2 separate regions of the Sus scrofa genome follow, and region 1 is linked to region 2. The links are chromatin contacts, called in public Hi-C maps. All regions are on one chromosome and are shown on one strand. The core of a region is the stretch at or near the end of the contact, and the rest is flanking DNA. Distances in the headings are between cores, read along the strand shown.

The links. A called contact is a pair of places that touch in the nucleus more often than the background predicts.
Region 1: a Hi-C map of fetal liver shows a contact between it and region 2, with 2.8 times the contacts expected there. The contact joins two enhancer-like sites. A contact is called at or near these places in 2 of 5 promoter capture datasets (fetal liver and liver), 28 of 47 Hi-C or Micro-C datasets (adipose tissue, alveolar macrophages, blood and 14 more) and 2 of 2 datasets of contacts at active chromatin or transcription factors (alveolar macrophages and skeletal muscle).

Annotation. Positions count from the first base shown.
Region 1 is chr17:36,259,925-36,264,363 of Sscrofa11.1, forward strand. The region is part of intron 6 of COMMD7 (COMM domain-containing protein 7); the gene reads right to left. Among named protein-coding and RNA genes, the nearest start is that of NOL4L, 61 kb to the left of the region's middle. Within about 2 kb of position 1,742, at least 6 of the 83 cell types and tissues checked have an H3K27ac peak or open chromatin away from gene starts, as enhancers often do. A contact at or near this core is called in fetal liver, where this site is marked.
Region 2 is chr17:36,147,050-36,151,538 of Sscrofa11.1, forward strand. It overlaps NOL4L (nucleolar protein 4-like), which reads right to left. Exons shown (of 11, transcript XM_021077429.1): 2 at 2,777-2,932. Among named protein-coding and RNA genes, the nearest start is that of NOL4L, 52 kb to the right of the region's middle. Within about 2 kb of position 2,637, at least 14 of the 83 cell types and tissues checked have an H3K27ac peak or open chromatin away from gene starts, as enhancers often do. A contact at or near this core is called in fetal liver, where this site is marked.

The sequences.
Region 1 (4,439 bases), core at 492-2,991, 110 kb after region 2:
TTTTTTTTGGCCCATGACTGGGGCAGGTGGAAGTTCCAGGCCAGGGACTGACCCACAGCAGCGACCAGAGCTAAAGCAGTGACAACACTGGATCATTAATCAGCTGCACCACAAGGGAACTCCCTCAAATTGTATTTTTAAAATAGGAGTTCCCGTCATGGCGCAGTGGTTACCGACTAGGAACCATGAACTTGCGGGTTCGGTCCCTGCCCTTGCTCAGTGGGTTAACGATCCGGCGTTGCCATGAGCTGTGGTCTAGGTTGCAGACGCGGCTCGGATCCAGCGTTGCTGTGGCTCTGGCGTAGGCTGGCAGCTACAGCTCCGACTAGACCCCTAGCCTGGGAACCTCCATATGCTGCGGGAGCGGCCCGAGAAATGGCAAAACGACAAAAAAAAATTAAAAAATTAAAAAAAAAAACTCTTTTTAGAGAATAATTTTAGATTCATAGAAAAGTTGCAAAGACAATACAGAGGATTCCTGTATATCCTCCCATTACCTCACCTGGTACCTGGGTCCAAACCAAGAAAGGAACACCCCTGTGGTACCATTAACTGACTTGCAGGCTTAATTCAGATGAAGTTACACTTTTCCTTTCTTTATGACTTGTTTTCAGCTGTCTCCCCCACTGGAAGGAAAACTGAAAGCAAGGAGGCTGCCTCACTCACCCGCCACCAACTCCCTCACACTTGGCCGTAAATACTGATGAGGAAAAGGAGGAGAAATAATGGCAGAAAGCAGCAGCCCGCCCGTGACTGCTGAGGGCCCCCTCTGTTCTGAACGCCCTGAACACTGCCAATCGTTGAATCCTCATGACAACCCATGAGGTGGCTGCTACTTATGGGGAAACCGAGGCCAGTGCAGTTCGGTGGCTGGCGGGAGGCCACCCAGATGGTCAGGACCAGGGTCGGTAGGCTCTGGCACTTCCCTCGGGGACCAGAATAAACGCTGATCCTTCCACGCCCTTAGTCCACCTCAGAGCCAGAGGTGGGGGTTGACAGCCTTCTTCGGCCCCAGGGTGGCTGATTTACCTGCAGCCACAGGATGGACCAGAGCACAGGGCTGGGATGGAACCCGAGCCTCCTGCTCCAGCTGGCTGCCCCGAGGCAGCAGCCGCCCTGGCTCTGCACAAGGGTGTGCGGTGTCCCTCCCGGGGCCACGAGCCCCGCCCTGCTTCAGGGAAACAGAGTGCCTGGCCCAGCCACAGACCGTGGGCTCACTTTGGCAGCCCTGACTCCCGGGTCCGTGAGGATGCAGAGCAGGGCTGAGAACCCCTTGCCACCTCCTTTTGCCCGTAGCCTGGTTGCAGAATGGACGCTCTCCATCCTGAAAGATGCGGCCTTTTCAGAAGCGCCTGCTAGGCTCTGGGGACAGAGACGAACAGGAAGAAATGGCTGTCCCTTTCGGGATGTGGGGAGGGGGGAGCAACACCTCCCAAAGGGAAAAGTCGTCCCCAGCAGGAGGTGGCCACCCAGCGCCAGCCTGGCACAGCCTTGAGGTCCTAATAATGTTTGCCGGATGCCCTCAATATAAGCGTCAGTGCCCAGAATCTCCTTGAGGTTTCAGCCAGGCGCGCCCGCCCCATCCCCCATTCTGGGGAGCAGAATAAGTATGGGGGGTGGTGACAGGGGACACCATGAGGTGGTGGCAGCCTCTGTGAGAGAGGCAGGCTGCTCAGCCCAGAGCTGGGGGGTAGGGGTGCCTTGTGTGCAGCTAATTAAACAGTGACTGTGATGAATCGGGGAGAGGCTGCCGCCTGCTAATTAAAGGTGCAGGCGTCTTGCCTGCAAGGATGGGAGCGGCAGCAGCCCCGGAACCGTGTCGAGAGGCCCGACCAGCAAGGACACCACAGGCTCTGGGCGTCCCTTCCAGCCTCAGGCCTTCCCAACAGGACCCAGAGGCCCCCTCCCCACTTCCCTATCTCTCCCACCCACCTTGCTGGAGCCCCGGGCCTCAGGCTTCCCCCTCCGCACCAACCCGAACTGCTTCCCTGATAAGAGCCCGGGCGTTGAGGAGGAGGAGCCTGCTGGTGCCCCGCGTCTGGGCTGGTGGGTGGGCACCACCCTGAGCCTTCAGGGACTCCCCCCACCCTCCACCCCCACCTCCCAAGACCCCAAAGTCCAGCAAATGAGTCCAAGGCAGAGGCTGGCTGTCGGGAATGAGACCCCAGGACAATTCTTAGAATCATAGACTCTCAGACTCAGGGGGCCTTAAACATCCCCCACTTTCCGTGCCGGATGGTACCCAGCTCCTGGCTTGCCCCAGATGCCCTGGCATGTACGAGAGGCAGAGAGAGACAGAGGCACAGCATTGCTTTCTAGCCTCAGGGCTCCTGACCTGGATGAAGATTCCTACAGATGGACAAAGAGACCTCAGGGCTGCCCACCCCCTGCCCCGCATCGGCTTAAACAGGGAAGTTCAGTAGCTAAGAACACAGGCTCCAGAGGCCGGGCACCAGCGTCCAAGGCCCAGACCCACCACTGGCCCCAGGGCGGGACCTCAGGCAAGCTAGCTAATGGCTGCATGCCTCAGTTCTCCTGTCTGCAAAGCTGGGCCTGGTCGCACGCCTACTCTAAGGGTCAACTGAGAGGATGAAGAGACGATAGGGGTGAGGTGTTCAGCACAGAACAGGCCTGGAAACGTCAGCCATTGTTATTTGCAAACTGGGGCACTCGGGAGGGTGTGGCCTGCCGCCAGCCTCTCCTCCACGTGACCTCCGCGTGCAGTCCTGTGCTCTGAGGACAATTACACCTGACACAGGGAGAGTATGTCACCCTTCACACAGGGGCTCTTACACCCTCTCTGACCCCCACAACCTTCTGAGGGAAGTAGAGCAGCAGAAAAGAAAACAAGGTAGATGGGGGTTCCCACTGTGGCACAATGGGATGGGTGGCATCTTGGGAGCACTGGGACACAGGTTCGATCCCCCAATGTGCTGGGAGGCGCTGCTTTGTCTTGAAGCTTGATTTGCAAAGCAAAGGTTCTGCTTCTACTTCGAGGGCAAAATCAGCATTAAGAGAGTCTGGAGGGGAGCTGATAAAGCCCCTCTGGTGCTCCCAGGATAATCCTTCACAAAGAGGGTCAGATATTGGGCTCTGGGAAGCGCCAAGTGGGCCCTGAGGTCTATGGTGCCTGTTTCTGTGGTTCTGGGGTCTGTCATGTGAGGTATCTGGAGGTCCTGGATGTTGTGGTTTCCGAGACCACACTGTCCAGGGCCCCAAGCATGAATCCATCCATATCTAAAATGGGCTGTGAGGTGCCCCTTCCAAGTGGCCAGGCACTCACCAGGACAGGGGCTTCCTACTGCAGAGCAATGCAGTGGGGGAAGGATGCAGCAGCTATAAGAGGCTGAGAGACAGTGGAAGCCTTTTGAGGCTGTCAGCCCTGACACTGGGACACCTGGACCTTATGCAGTCAACCCAAAGCAGACAGGGATGAGTGCAAGATTGCCGGCCTTGGATGCTCTATCTCCATCCTCCCTCTTCAGAGATCAGCGCTCAGCCAGAGGAATGGGGAGATAGCTTGGGTAGGTCTGGCCATAAGGCAGCCCCTGTAAGCAAAGCTAATGGCTCCTGGAAAACACTCCCTGCTACTCACTTTCCTGAGGGCCCCCTGCACCAGAGCTGGACCAAGTGCTGGTCTAGGGCGCCCTCTGGTGGTCCCTCTGGGCAGTGGCAGAAGCAGCGGTGAGTTTAAGGGTGGGTGGTCAGAGCAGGAGGACTTCAGAGTGGACAACCTCTCCCACTACACAGGTGGAAACACTGAGGCCCAGGGCAGGGGAAGATGCAGCGACCTGCACAATATCACACAGAAATTTAGTAGCCAAGCCAAGAACAGAACCCAGGCCTCCTCCTGTACCAGTGGCTGCTCTTGGTGGATCTCCAGGCAAGAGAGAAGGCTGAGTGTCCAGGAGGCTCACTTCCCAGTGCCTGCGGACAGCTGGACAGTAGGCAGCTGAGTAGCTGTGTCATGAGGCATGCAACACTTCCCCTCCCTGGCCTTGGGGTCCTCACCTCTATTGCGTTAGCAAGGGGCAAGGGGACTGGGGTCCATCTCACACACATTAGTAGTGAGGGTGTAACCAGCCAACCTTCCAGAAAATCCTAAAATAAGCCTTCCTACAGCGAGGGTTGTATTTAATGGTGAAAGACACGGTGCTTTTCCCCTGAGATCAAGAATAAGACAAGAACGTCCACTCTCACCAATTCTATTCAATGTTCTATTGAAGGTTCCAGCTAGGGTACTCAGGCAAGAAGAGAAAGGCATCCAGATTACAAAGGAAGAAAAAACCATCTCCATTTGCATATGACATAATCCTGTACATAGAAAATCCTAAAGAATCCACCCCCACAAATCAGAATAAAGGATTTTAGCAACGTTGTGGGATACAAAATGAATATACAAAAGTCTATTGCTTCTCTATACACATGCAATGTACACT
Region 2 (4,489 bases), core at 1,387-3,886:
GTGCTTCCTACCCAGGATGGGAAACCCCTGTACTGCCGGTTGTAAATGGCCACCCACCCCTGGCTCAGAAAGCTCACTACCTGCCCTCTTGCATCCATTGCTAGACAGTGGTAGGTGCTATTAAAGTTCTTTCCCCACGGAAGACCATGCCTCCTCTAACGCCCTGAACAAGCCTGCCCATCTCCTTTCCAGTCCGCTGCTCCCTCAGGTACCCCAGACCCATAAGAATCCGGAAGGTCCCAGGTACCCCCAGAGACAGCAGGGCCATCCCAGGATTCAGGTTTGGCAAAATACACACAGGTCCAAAAACCTTTCCCAAGGGCCTGATGCCAACCCCGCAGGGCCAGGCTGTGCCTCTCTGCAGCCATCAGCACGGAGGTCTCTTTCCACAGGCAGGGATGGAGCTAAAGAGTGAGGCTTGGGTTGAGGAAAATGGGAGCAGGTGAAAAGAGGAGGACAAAAGCATCCAGGCACCACCCTGCCCTCCCCAAAAAGGAAAGGGGTGGCACAAGAAGGGTGACAGATGGGGAAGGGGAGGGGGGAGGGAGTGGAGGCACACAGGGGAGGAAGGAGGTGCGGCAGCCCCCTTGGCCTCACACCCGCTGCAGGAGGGCCTGGCCTGCTCCCTCAGCCTTGGCCCTGCTGCTGAAATTCCAGCTCTGTGCGCAGCCCAGCTGGCTCACTGCCAGTCATGTGCCAGCTCCAGGCTGGGCAGCGGGAAGTGGGGCACGCGGCGGGCACATGGACGAGCAGCCAGGAAGTGCAGAGCCAAGGGCTGGATGTCCGCTTGGCGCAGAGATGCAAAGCCTGGTGGGAGCAGCCCAGGCCCGCCCTCCCCACAGCCAGCAGCTCAGAGACCCCAGGCTTCATGAATACCCAAGAAGGGCCTGAGGGCGAGGCTTGGGGCTGGGTGCTGAGGCGACCAGGGAAATCACGTGGTCTGGTTGGCCGAAGCCTGTCTGCTTCGACAAGCGAGTCAGCAGGCTCGCTAGCTGACCACAGGCGGTTTGGAGAGAGGCAGGGCATGTGGGGCTCAAGGGCCAGCTGCCTGGCTCTGAGTATCAGCTGGGTGACCTCAAGGCAGGTTTACTCATCTCTCTGGGCCTCGTTTGCCTCCTCTGTGAAATGGGGGTGACAGTAGCACCTGCTTTATCGGCACAAGCTCCGTCCACGTGTTGGCTCGGAGAGCTGGTGCAGGGGACGTGCTGAGCGCAGAGCCTGGCACGTGCCGACTCCCGGCGCTGGCAAATTCAATGCTGAGAACCTCTGTGGGGTCTCACCAGCACCAAGCGGCCCACATAGGCCCAGGCTCGGGTAGCCCTCCCTTGTCGGTGGCCCTCCAGCCGAAAAACCCTTAGAACTCCCTTCCCACAAGTCGTTGCCTAACGTGCGAGTGCCGAGAAGCAGGCCGGGCTGGGGCGGATGGCACCATCCTCTCTGGCCTCCCTCAGCCCAACCCTCAGCCCTCTGAGGTCCCTGGCACGTGGGTCCAGCCTTCATCTGGGGCCAAGGCCATTTTCTGAGGACAAGGACAAACCAGATTGTAAGTTTTTTAAAAACATCAGGCCATATAGTGAAACTATAGACTTATACAGGCCACCTCCACTGCACTCCAAGGCTGTTTACAAAAGCACTCGGAGGGGTTCGCGTCCACCTTGGGTGAGGAAGCCCAGTGAGAGAGAGGGGCAGGTCTCTAGGAAGCCAGGGAGAAAGTCAGCACAGAGGGGGACCGGGATACTGGCTGACTGGCACTTCAGTGCTGTGTGGTCTTATTAACTCCCTGGGTCTCAGTTTCCTTAACTGTGAAATGGGCCACGGTGCCTCCGTCACAAGATTGCTGTGAGGCTTGAATGAACACAAAGTACTTGGCTTTATCAGTTTAGTGGCAGGCACCAGACAAGCCAGAGCTGTGCGTGAGCCGTGGCAATGGGTGTCAACAAGGGGACGGGACCAGAACTCAGGCAGGGCCCTCCTGCTCTGGCTACCGTCCCTGCCACCACCCCACGTGTGATGTTTCCCAGCCTAGATAGCTGCCTTGGCTCCCTTCTGCCCACCCAGAGCTTAGACTGCTAGCTTAGCTGCCACTTTCCCCATGGAGTCCCCCCTGGCTTAGCACTGAACTCTGGTGTCTGGAGACGCCCTTGCTAAAGGCCTGGGTGCCTGGGTTCTAGTTCCCTCCAAGCTAGTCTGGGAGACATTTCTGTTTCACAGGTCTTGGTTTTGCTTTCCGCTTCCCCACCCCACATTGAACTGTGATCTCCTGAGGGTGGGGCCCAGGTCCTCAGACTTCCCCTGGGGAACTTCCAGCGTTGCCTTGCCGGGGGTTATAGGGGACCGAAAGAACTCACACATAGAAAGTAGTTAGGATGGGCCTGGCACACAGTAAATGCCATGGAAGCATTTGCTCTTCCGATTATTATTATTTAGCCACCCCCGCCTCCACTTCCAATCCGCAGGCCCCAGGATGGGGTGGGGGGATGGAGTGAAGCAGAAACCAGGAAGAGGGGGGCTTTCCACCTGCCCTCATCCCTCTCCTTCCCTCCCTCTCTCTCCTTCAACCTGCTTCTCCTTTGTGCTCAGACCACAGAGCCCGCCCCCTCGCCCCGTGAGCCAGTCTCTGGCTGCCATGCCCTTGCCCTGTGCCCCCCTGGGTCCCCAAAGGCCGTTTCATCACGCCTCAGCTCCCTGCCCCGCCCCCTGCCCAACATGTGCGGAGCCCATGGCCTCCTGCCAAGGCCTGGGGCTGCCAGCAGAGGCAAAGAGACAGAAATCTCACCGCTCGGTAGGTTTTCTTCTGCCCGGCGTGCTTGGGGGCTTTGCCTGGCTCCGCTGAGCTCTCCACATGCATCGAGTAGATGATGTCAAAGAAATCTTCCACCACAGCGACCCGCTTCAGAGAGATGCCCTCGGGCTCCGACAGGCCATCTGCCCCCTGCGACAGGGTGGACAAGCTGTGTTAGTGTCAGGGAGGATGGCGGGGTGAGAGCCGGGCCCTGCGGCCAGCAGTGGGTCGCGGGCAGGGACGGTGCTGCTCGCTGACCCTGCAAGGCCTCCGATGCTAGGTCTGGGCGGGGGCTGGGGGGCAGGAGGCTGCTGAGAGGGCCGCAGGGAGGGGGCTTCACCGGCAGGGTGGCTGCTGCTACTAAACCTACCAGAAACAATGGGCAGAGAGAAACAACAACGAAACTACACATTAAAAAACCAAGAGCCTCCATGTTCACAATTTCAGACAGATTGTGCCAGACTCAGGCGGGGAGCATTCGAATCACACACGGTGCCAAGACCGTCCTGGAAGTCTCTGGGGAGTGGGGGGGTGCTAAATAGATGCGGCCCCATCAGGAGCTTTTGCCAATTAGCAGTAACCTTTCACTGTGGTCCTGGGCTGGGGTCCCAGGGGAACGGCTCAGATCACCTGGGCGACTCCTGCCTCGCCCTGGCCTTTCAGAAAAGCTTTTCACCGCTGCCCGCCTCCCCACTCCAGCAGCTGAGTGCCAGCAACGGCACCCAGGCTCTTTGTGTGTGTGTAAAGAGTAACAGACGCAGGGCCGTGTGGAGGTGACGGGGGCACGTGAGTGGGGTGGCTGTGGGCCCCCCGAGGCTCTTATTGGGCTGGCATGAGTGCTGTCAGCTGCCCCTGAAAAGGTGTGCCAGGATCTCTGTGACATGGGCTCTCAGCCCTCATCTCCCCAAGTGGGGACTCAGAAGGCTCGGAGGGGTTTCAAAGAGGAAGCACGAGCAGCGGGGAGGTGGGGGGCTGGGGGAAAGGAGGCAGGCCTTTTCTCTAAAAGTGCCCCCAACACAAATCCCCGAGAAGAGTTCTTCTCCAAAGGCTCCCATTCAAGAATGTGGGCTCTTTGGGGTGGGGTGGGTTCTTCTGTTGGCTCACAGCTGTCTCTCCAGCCCCAGGACAATCAGAGAAACACAGCAGGCTCAAGAGATACCTGCCAATGACTGGTTGGTTATAAGCGGCAGCCAGGTGGGGTAGTTTAGACACTTTTCCAGTTTCAATAGGGCTCTGTCATTTTATTTTATTTTATTTTGTCCTTTTAAGGCCACACCCGCAGCATATGGAGGTTCCCAGGCTAGGGGTTGAATTGGATCTGTAGCTGCTGGTCTACACCACAGCCACAGCAACGCAGGATCCGAGCCGTGTCTGCAACCTACACCACAGCTGACGGCGACGCCGGATCCTTAACCCACTGAGTGAGGCCAGGGGTTGAACCGCGTCCTCATGGTTGCTAGTCGGGTTCATTAACCACTGAGGCACAGCGGGAACTCCGGGGCCCCGACATTTACGTGGCTGTGTGACCCTGAGAGGGTATTTTGCTTCTCTGAGCCTCAGGCCCTTTATCTAGAAAATGGAGGTAACAGAAACACCTTTCCCGCAGCTACAGAGAGGAGCGAATGAAATATGTGTGCAGCACTTAGGACCAAGCCCGGCCCACAGGAACTGCTGGATAAATATTGTCATTAAGAAGTGCTCTGCCAA